Regions from separate parts of the Arachis hypogaea genome. Here region 1 is linked to region 2. The links are chromatin contacts, called in public Hi-C maps. All regions are on one chromosome and are shown on one strand. Each heading gives the region's core, a stretch centred on a gene start, on an enhancer-like site or on the middle of the called end of the contact. The rest is flanking DNA. Distances are from core to core; before and after follow the strand shown.

The links. Hi-C and Micro-C count contacts between places; a contact is called where the count stands out from the background.
Region 1: a Hi-C map of leaf shows a contact between it and region 2, with 3 times the contacts expected there. The contact joins the enhancer-like site here to the promoter of LOC112714782 in region 2. A contact is called at or near these places in 2 of 8 Hi-C or Micro-C datasets (leaf and an unstated tissue).

Annotation. Positions count from the first base shown.
Region 1 is chr10:4,751,916-4,756,482 of arahy.Tifrunner.gnm2.J5K5, forward strand. No RefSeq gene overlaps it. Among protein-coding and RNA genes, the nearest start is that of LOC112714785, 5.4 kb to the right of the region's middle. Within about 2 kb of position 3,011, at least 1 of the 3 cell types and tissues checked has open chromatin away from gene starts, as enhancers often do.
Region 2 is chr10:4,697,742-4,702,039 of arahy.Tifrunner.gnm2.J5K5, forward strand. It overlaps LOC112714782 (MADS-box transcription factor 23), which reads right to left and starts at 2,030. Exons shown (of 9, transcript XM_072205670.1): 1 at 1,895-2,030; 2 at 1,448-1,685. The coding sequence starts at 1,629.

The sequences.
Region 1 (4,567 bases), core at 1,761-4,260, 55 kb after region 2:
ATATAAAATATATATTGAAAATGAAGAATTAAGCAATATATATATTAAAATATAAAATACATATTAAAAATAAGTCAAACAATATATATATTAGTAATTAATGTTAGTGATTGATTTTAATATACAAAATATATTTTTATTTTTTTTTCAGATCCTAATAAGAAAGCTTTTCATTAATTTAGTATTTGGCAGTATTAATTATAGTTTTTTGTAAGCTTCAGTTAGCTGTTCAATATATAATTATATATAGTTTATTTCATTATTTTTTAATGAAAAAATTAAATAAGTATATAGTTACATATATATTCGGCCAAAAGTTTATTATTGAAAATTTGAAATAGCTATTTGAACTGAAAGCAGGAAACCTAGAAAGTTACGAGCTTACATTATTGGGTGATTATTGTTTGGTGAGAATTCATACAATAAATGAAGATATATAATTTATTAATATATATTATTAAAATAGATGAATTTAGATTTTTTAAATTTTAAATTTTATTTAAAAAAATATAATTTTTTATTATTTATTTTATAAATAGGATAAAAAAATATAAAAAAATAATTAAAAATAAAAATTATATTTTATTTTTTAAAATAAAAATTTAAAATTTAAGGAATCTAAATTCATATATTGGCATGAAAAATCATATATATATTCATATAACTAATAAGTAATAACATTAGTAATATTAGTTTATTAAACACATCTGCTATAGAAAGATTATATCTCATCACCATCTTCAAAATAGATACTATACTTGATCCTAGATGCCGGGACTCGTAAAGTCTAAAGAAACTAATAAGGAGTCATGACTCTTGCAAATTCTAAGGGGTCTCACCACTGACAATCGTATAGTAAATGGTCAAAATTAGTTTTCGAAAAAGCATTTTTTATAAAATTAATTTTTAAAAAAAATTTTTGATTTAAATTTGTTTTTTAAAAAATTTTAAATTAATTATTTTAATCTTTCTGTCACTTTTATTATTAATAGTATCAAAATTTTTTGAGACAATAAAGAGTGTAGAAAAAAAATTGACCGACAATTTTAAACATAACTCTTGAATTAAAAGAATTCGATAACATAAAAAACAATACAATATTTTAAAATAAATTCAAGCTAGTCAAAAAATTTGGCCAAGACTCACATGCTAACCGTCACACCTGAGCAGGTGTCCGTGCAGGCCAAACTTAATGTAGCGCACGACGTGGATGACGGTATGTTAAGTAATACTACAACACACACCTAATAATTTTATTTGGCGACTAACACGATAAATTTATAAAATTAAATTAAATCAACTCTAAATTGAGTGATTCTAATACCTCAAATTCTCTCCTCAATTAGATTTTAATTTAATCTAATTTCATAAATTTATCATGTCAATTAAAACTTTTATGTGTGTTATAATATCACTCAATGTGCTACATTAATAAATTTTGATACGATCAATATAAAAAATAACAAAAAAAACTATTATAATTAATTTAAAATCTTTAAAAAATAAATTTAATTAATTTTTTTAAAAAAACTAATTTATAAAACGAATAATCTTTCATTACGAATTTCATCATTTATCCAAATATTATACATTCATATGATCCAACTAGCTAATTTAAAATTGGCCATAACACAAGCCTAACATCTTATATTAACTTGATAAAGTCAGAACATTCATATTACTAATGGATCTTTGTATTTATATATATTAAATATAGTAATCTCATCAGATTCTTAGGTTTTAACTTTAGAGATATAATTGAATCAAAATATATCCAAAAAGAGTAGGAGTGGATTGAATTTTCGATATATAGTTGGGTAAGATTTTACCTGTAAAATTAAAGATTTAAATCATAAAATATTTTTTTGAAAGAAGCTATTTCAAATACCAGTTAAATTTTTCCATCGACTTGTATATAACCTTTAATCACCGAAAGGTAATATAAATTATTTTTTATTAAGTAATTAGTTTAATTTGATATATTTAAAAATTTAATTAAAAATATGATGCTGAAGTGCTAGACTACTAAAAATGTTGAATTACTGACTAAAAGTACTAACTAATGTAAATTAAAATTGTTGGTACTTGAAATATTGTTTAGATAAATGTTGTTAAATAAAATTCTTTAATAATAGGTTTACAACTTTTGTATATAGACTATATTGCTGAAGAGATTTATTTTAAATGCTGAATAGTTTTACTAACACTTAATATAATTTAGTAATAACATTAATTGATACTTTTTAAAATGTCACTAAACTTCATTTACGCAAAAGCTAACTATGTATTTATTTATTTATTTATATTGGTTGATACATCTATATATAATTAAATTTATCGTTATAATATCTTATTGATATTCAAATTATGTGATAGTTTAATGTAATAAGCTTCCATCTCCATAAATTATTTTTAAATTAAACATATCTAATAGAAATAACATACATAAATTTTATATTTAAATTTTATTTGTTGGTCAATAGTATAATAAAAAATTAAACTTATAAAACAGGAGATACTACGTAGTATACTAGGTTTCTAGGTGCATATGTAGTACCAATACTAACTGGATTGCAATTTTTATAACAAAAATACAATAATAAATAAAAAATTAATTATTAAATCAGTTATTATATATTTATATATATTATGTTATAAACTTTGAATATATATTTTATACTAAATTATTTTTTTATGTGTATTATTTAACTTTTTTTTTTTTTTGAGGGAGAAGGATAGCGTGGTTGTTTTTCTTAAAGATAGATTTTCTTCATTGGATGAGATACACATACATGGATTGGTCTCCCATTTTTTGTTTGGATTATCATACGAGTCGAATATTGTGCATGCTAGGCTTACCAAGTGTATCAAGAAAAAATGGACTTAGAGGCAAAAAATAAAATGAACCTCTTTAATTATTCAATTATTTCTAATGTTTAAGATAGCCCACAACGAGAGTTAAACTCTAAAATGGCCTCTAAAATTGGCGTTGTGCATTAAAATCGTCTTTGAGATTTTAATTGTACTAATTACGTTCCTAAAATTGATAACAGTGCACCATATTAGTCCATAGCCTATTTTTCATTAACGACGTGATGACATGACTTGATGACGTGAACTGAAAATAACACGTATCACTCCATGATTTGGCCACGTGTAATAATATGATGATGTAGTGTCATTTGGCCACGTATAATAATATGATGATGTAGTGACCAATGACACGTGGCATGCTAATGTGGATGGTTGTGCCACGTGTCACAATGTTATTTGGACATGTGTCCGTTTGTGCCACGTGTCATCCATTATGTCATCATTGTAGATGCACTAAATTAGTCCCTTACTTTGCATTAAGTGACTCAGTTTAGTCCTTGAAATTGAATGTCGTGCACCAAACTAGTCATTTCACTAGTTTTTTTCTCATTTTTTCTATAAATTTAAAATTCTCAATATTTTTGAATGCATTCATTTTAATTCTATTTTTTCACATGCTAATCAAATAAAAGTGCTTTTATAAAAAAAATTTTCTCTTGCGAATACCCTAACCGTCGACTTAGAGTTGACGTGAAGCCGTGAAGGCATTTCAAGCACCTTCACTACCATCTTCGACCTCTTTTAGTGCTTTTATAAAATATTTTTCTCTTGTGGATATTCCTAACCGCCGTTTTAGAGTTGACGTGAAGGCATTTCAAGCTTCCCTCATTACCGTCTTCGACCTCTTTTGTCTAGACTGCAGAGGTCGGAGATGCATGGTAGTGACGGTGATTGAAGTGCCTTCAATCTAACTCATTTACACATAACGAAAACGTCTATTTCATAAGAACAAAAACGATGTTTATTTTAATTATTGATTTCTTGTTAAAGCACATGTTTTTTGATGAAAAAAATGTGTCTAATCAATCATATAATTATTTTTTTATAATAACATACTTATATATTACAAAATTTACTAATATTAAATTATTAAAAAAATTATATAATTTAAACTAAAATCTTAAAACTTTTTATGAAAACACTTGTATTTAAACGATATATGAAAAAATAGAAATGAAATTAGTGCATCCAAGATATTGAAAATTTTAAATTTAAAAAAATGAGAAAAAATTGGTGAAGTGAATAGTTTGATCAAGACATTCAATTTCAGGGACTAAAATGAATCACTTAATGCAAAGTGAGGGACTGATTTGGTGCATCTACAATGATGACATAATGTGTAACACCCTAACTATTAAAAGTCACACTTCCGGCTGCGCCACTCTGATAGCTCGGGTATTACAACGACTCTTAAAATATTTAGTACTAAAATATGAGCCTATTTAAAACTGAAATCGAATATTCAAAACATACATCCATACGTTGCAATATAGATTACAATATTTACAAATATATATATATATATATATATATATATATATATATATATATATATATATACACAAACTTCACATATAAAAACTTCTATCCCTTTTGCAAAAATGGCTAAAAATAAAGGAAAGGGAACAATAATACCTAAGATAATACAAAATAATATCAAATAAACAGAAAATGAATATAACTCTTCTAAAGT
Region 2 (4,298 bases), core at 780-3,279:
ATCTTATAAATCCAGGAATCTATGGATCTTATTTGTCTCAATTGTTGATTATTTAGACACATTTACTACTTATTAAGGTAAACATTATATACAGACATAGTTGAGAAAAAAAAAAAAGGACTTCAATTTCTTTTGGTTTCTCACTCTTGAATCCATCACCATGCATTTAAGAGTCTCTATCTTTCTCCTGTTTTTCATATCTGAGATATTTCTTTCTATTTCTACTATGACTGCAAGATAACGAACAATGCAATTATGATTTATTTTTCAGTAAGATTTACATGGTTAGTGAAAATCAATATTAACACTACACCATTTATTAACTCTATAAAATTTAAGTATTTTATTCAAATTGTTGAATTATAATTATCTGTATAAATATTATTTGTACTGATTTTATTTCTAATTTGATATGATCAGTAAGTATATGTGGTCAAACAATTTCTTATTTTTATAAATCTGAACATAGGTGTATTATGTTAATTAAGATGTACATTAACAGTATATCAATGATTTTAGATTAATCTAAAGTTTTATGAAATCATCTACAAAACATGACCTTCTAATCTTATAGATTTTGTTAATAAACATTACACCAAAGCCTATAAAATTGCAATATATGCTAAGATTGCACTCATTATTTACTTATATATGATGATAAAATTGCTATTCTATTATTCAAATTGATTGTTTTAACATCCTATCCAAACAATTATTACCTTCTTTTTTTTGGTATATTAATTGCACTCTTGTTTACAATTTTCAAAAACACCTCATCATCATGGTGTAATTAACTTACTTGAAAGGTTAATTAATTAACCTTAAAGAGTAGTACCAAGAAGGAAGAAAAAGGAGAACATTTCCCAGCATTTTGGAAATTACTATCCTAGATTCCTAGCTTATAAAATAACTCCCTAAGAATCGGTGAGAAGGAAGGTGAAGATGATAATAATAATAATCATCATGTAGAGTTGCACCATGCAAACGCGCATGCATGATTATTATATAATATTAATATTAAGCTGAGATAATTATTATATCAACCTTAGCACTACTATCAAAGAAGAGTCCAGATAAAGGCAAATATGAAAGCAATTAAATTAAACTCATCACAGATACTGAGATACATATTCCTAAATGCAAGTGGCAATATATAAAAATGTTTCATACAGCTAGCACAACTGACTCCCAACCATTAAGTGCAAATATATCTTTAAAACACAATCAATGTGTTCATGTTTAATTAATTATTCACTTTAATTAAAAATAGATATTTTCGCTCAGCAAAAAAATAAAGAAGAAAAGAAAATAAAAAAGAAGAAAAAATTGATAAACTGTAAAATAATTAAGCACACTCAATCACAAATCAAAGAGAAAAAAAAAAGAGACTAAGCAATTATGAATAGTTAATTAATAGTTTTTAATTAATTAATTAATTAATTATTACCTGGTGCTTGCATATTCATAAAGCTTGCTAGTGCTGGAGAACACAATCAATCCAACTTCAGCATCACACAGAATGGACAATTCCTTAGCTTTCTTCAGCAATCCATTTCTTCTTTTCGAAAACGTTACTTGCCGGCTCGTTGAATTGTCGATCCTTCGAATCGCGATCTTTCCTCGCCCCATCGCAATCAATTTTAGGGTTCCTACCTCTTCAAATTAAACACCTCCTTTGATTTGACCTGCTACATCGTGAGTCAACAAATTCATTAACATCTATGAGCTATTTAACTCTCACGGAACTAAGTGGATTAAATCTTTTCGAGATTTTGACGAAAAAAATAATAATCGAATTACATAATACTCCAATTCGCGGAAAAAAGAAAAGGAAAAGTGAATAAACAGCAATAAAATAGTGAACAGTAGTTGAATAAGAACAAAAGTGACTTACTTGAAAATTATAGGAGTGCAGTAATTATTAGTCGCAATAACAAGAAAACGAAGCAAGGAGCTAAAGAAGAAAGAAGACGACTTTTTTTTTCTTCTTTTTTTTGGTGTAAAATGTTCCTCTTAAGAGGAACTATGTGATGCAATTTAATTATGCTTTATATGGAAAGAAAGAAGTAGTTTATTTGGACAGATGTGACACCAATAATCCTCTTATTAGGGAGAAACACAGTGGTTTTGTGAGGGGATTAGTGGTTTTGAAGGTTTAGGTATTCCTTTCCAAGCCCACTCGCCAATTTCCTCACGCGCTACGAAGGTGGCTCAAGGAGCAGAGATGATTGCAAGGGACACGCGTCGAAAGAATAGAGCGCGTGGGGAAGTGTGAAAGGTGGTTAGAGTGTTTCCTAGGACTATAGAAGGGTCCAGGAATCGTGGGGGCCATGTAATGCTGAATAAATGTGTATTCGTGTGACGTATCAGATGGTGCCACGTATTCTATCCAAAACCGAGGGCGCTCTAACTTTTCCTGCTTTTAGGTTTGGCGAAAAGTGTCAAAATGGCACTTCACTCTATTCCCTTTCTATAATTGACAATTCTATCCGTTGAGAGTAACAACACACTATTTTTTCTTGAGTAAATGATCAATAGAATTCCAATTTTTTTTTTATCTCAAATAAGTTTTTAATTAATTAAAAATATAAAAAATATTTTTTATTTTTTAAAATATGAGATATTTAAAATTTGATTTGGTAAAATTTTTTAAAGAGGTGTTTGCATTTTTTAAAAGTTCAAGTTTTTTATTTTGTGTTTGATAAATTAAGAAGATTATGTGCTTGTACTTGCAATTTTTAAAAGATCGAGATACTTTTAAAAGCATTTAAAATATAATTTTTTAAAGTTAACTTATACTTTTTAAAATTTAAAAATCTAATATAACCTCATATGTTAACTAATTTTTAAATTTAATACTTACATTTATGTCTATCATATTATTTTTAAATTTTAAAAGCTATTTTACCAAAGCAATTATTGTTGCTTGTGTTTATTAGAAGTTATTTTTAACTTCATTTACCAAACATAAATATTATCATTTTTAAAAAATTATCTTTTAAAAATTAACTTTTATAAGCTATTTTTAAAAACTAAGCTTTATCAAATTAAGCCTAAATCTTTTTGAAAAATCAATTCGTTTTATATATTTTTGATAGAAAAACTTAAATATCTCCTATTTTAAAAAATCAATAACATTTTTATATTTTTAATTAATTAAAAATTTATGTGTATTTGAATTAAATTTTAAACTCAAATACACTATATCAAGAGATACTAAAATTATCATTAAACAAAAATTTCAGCGGTGATAAGATACTGCTATTTAAATAAGGTTGGAGATCGAAGAATTAGAATAAGGCACAAAAACAAAACATGAATAAAAAAAAGGGGTGAGGGACCAAATGGATTATGGATGTTGCATTTCTTATTTCGTCTGCTTTTTCAAAATGGAAATCCATACTCATTTTTTGAGTAGTGCTTGTTGTTAAAGTAAGTTGATAGTAGGTAAGGATGACATACTTTAACTACAAAATTTTAGGTTTAACCTTTTTTTTATAAATTATATATGATTGATGAAAATTATTTTTTTTAAATAATATGCACTAAACATTTTTTTATATTTTTATTTTATGCAGTAGATATTGATATTAGATTACGAGTTGTGACATAATCTATTTTATATATATAGAAAAAGCTTTCGTTGAATTTTAAATTTCTCGGGAAATAGCTGGATAACAAAGCTACATCTTTAATCGATTTAATTATACCATATGCAGCAATACCATTTTGTGGGTGTCAAAAATATCATGGTTGAAATAATTGATAAGAAACGAATTTGAATCTCATAAAATAAAATTCGATTCTTAGCTTAATGTTGACATAAGAGTTAGTTTGGTTATATAGTAGTGTCTTAATAGGTATAATATATCTATTAAGGTGAAAACTCAGATGTAGTTAACTTCATGCGAAGTTGATAGTTGAGAGCTGTTAGATGATTTGAATAAATTTTCATCTAACGACATGAAGTCGACTGCACGTTTTTACCATCTACTAATCTATTATCTATTTTTTACTTATTAAACATTTATAATATTAATAGATATGTTCAAATAACAAAACATCTGTTTTATGAATATACATAATAAAGAATATTTTAGACAAAAAATTTATGCATTAATTAAATTCAATGACAAATCTAAAAAATTTTAACAATAAAGACAAAATATATATAACATTAACAATAAAATAGCTTTTATAATAATTTAATAACATAATAATAAATTATTATTATTATTATTATTATTATTATTATTATTATTATTATTATTATTATTATTATTATTATTATTATTATT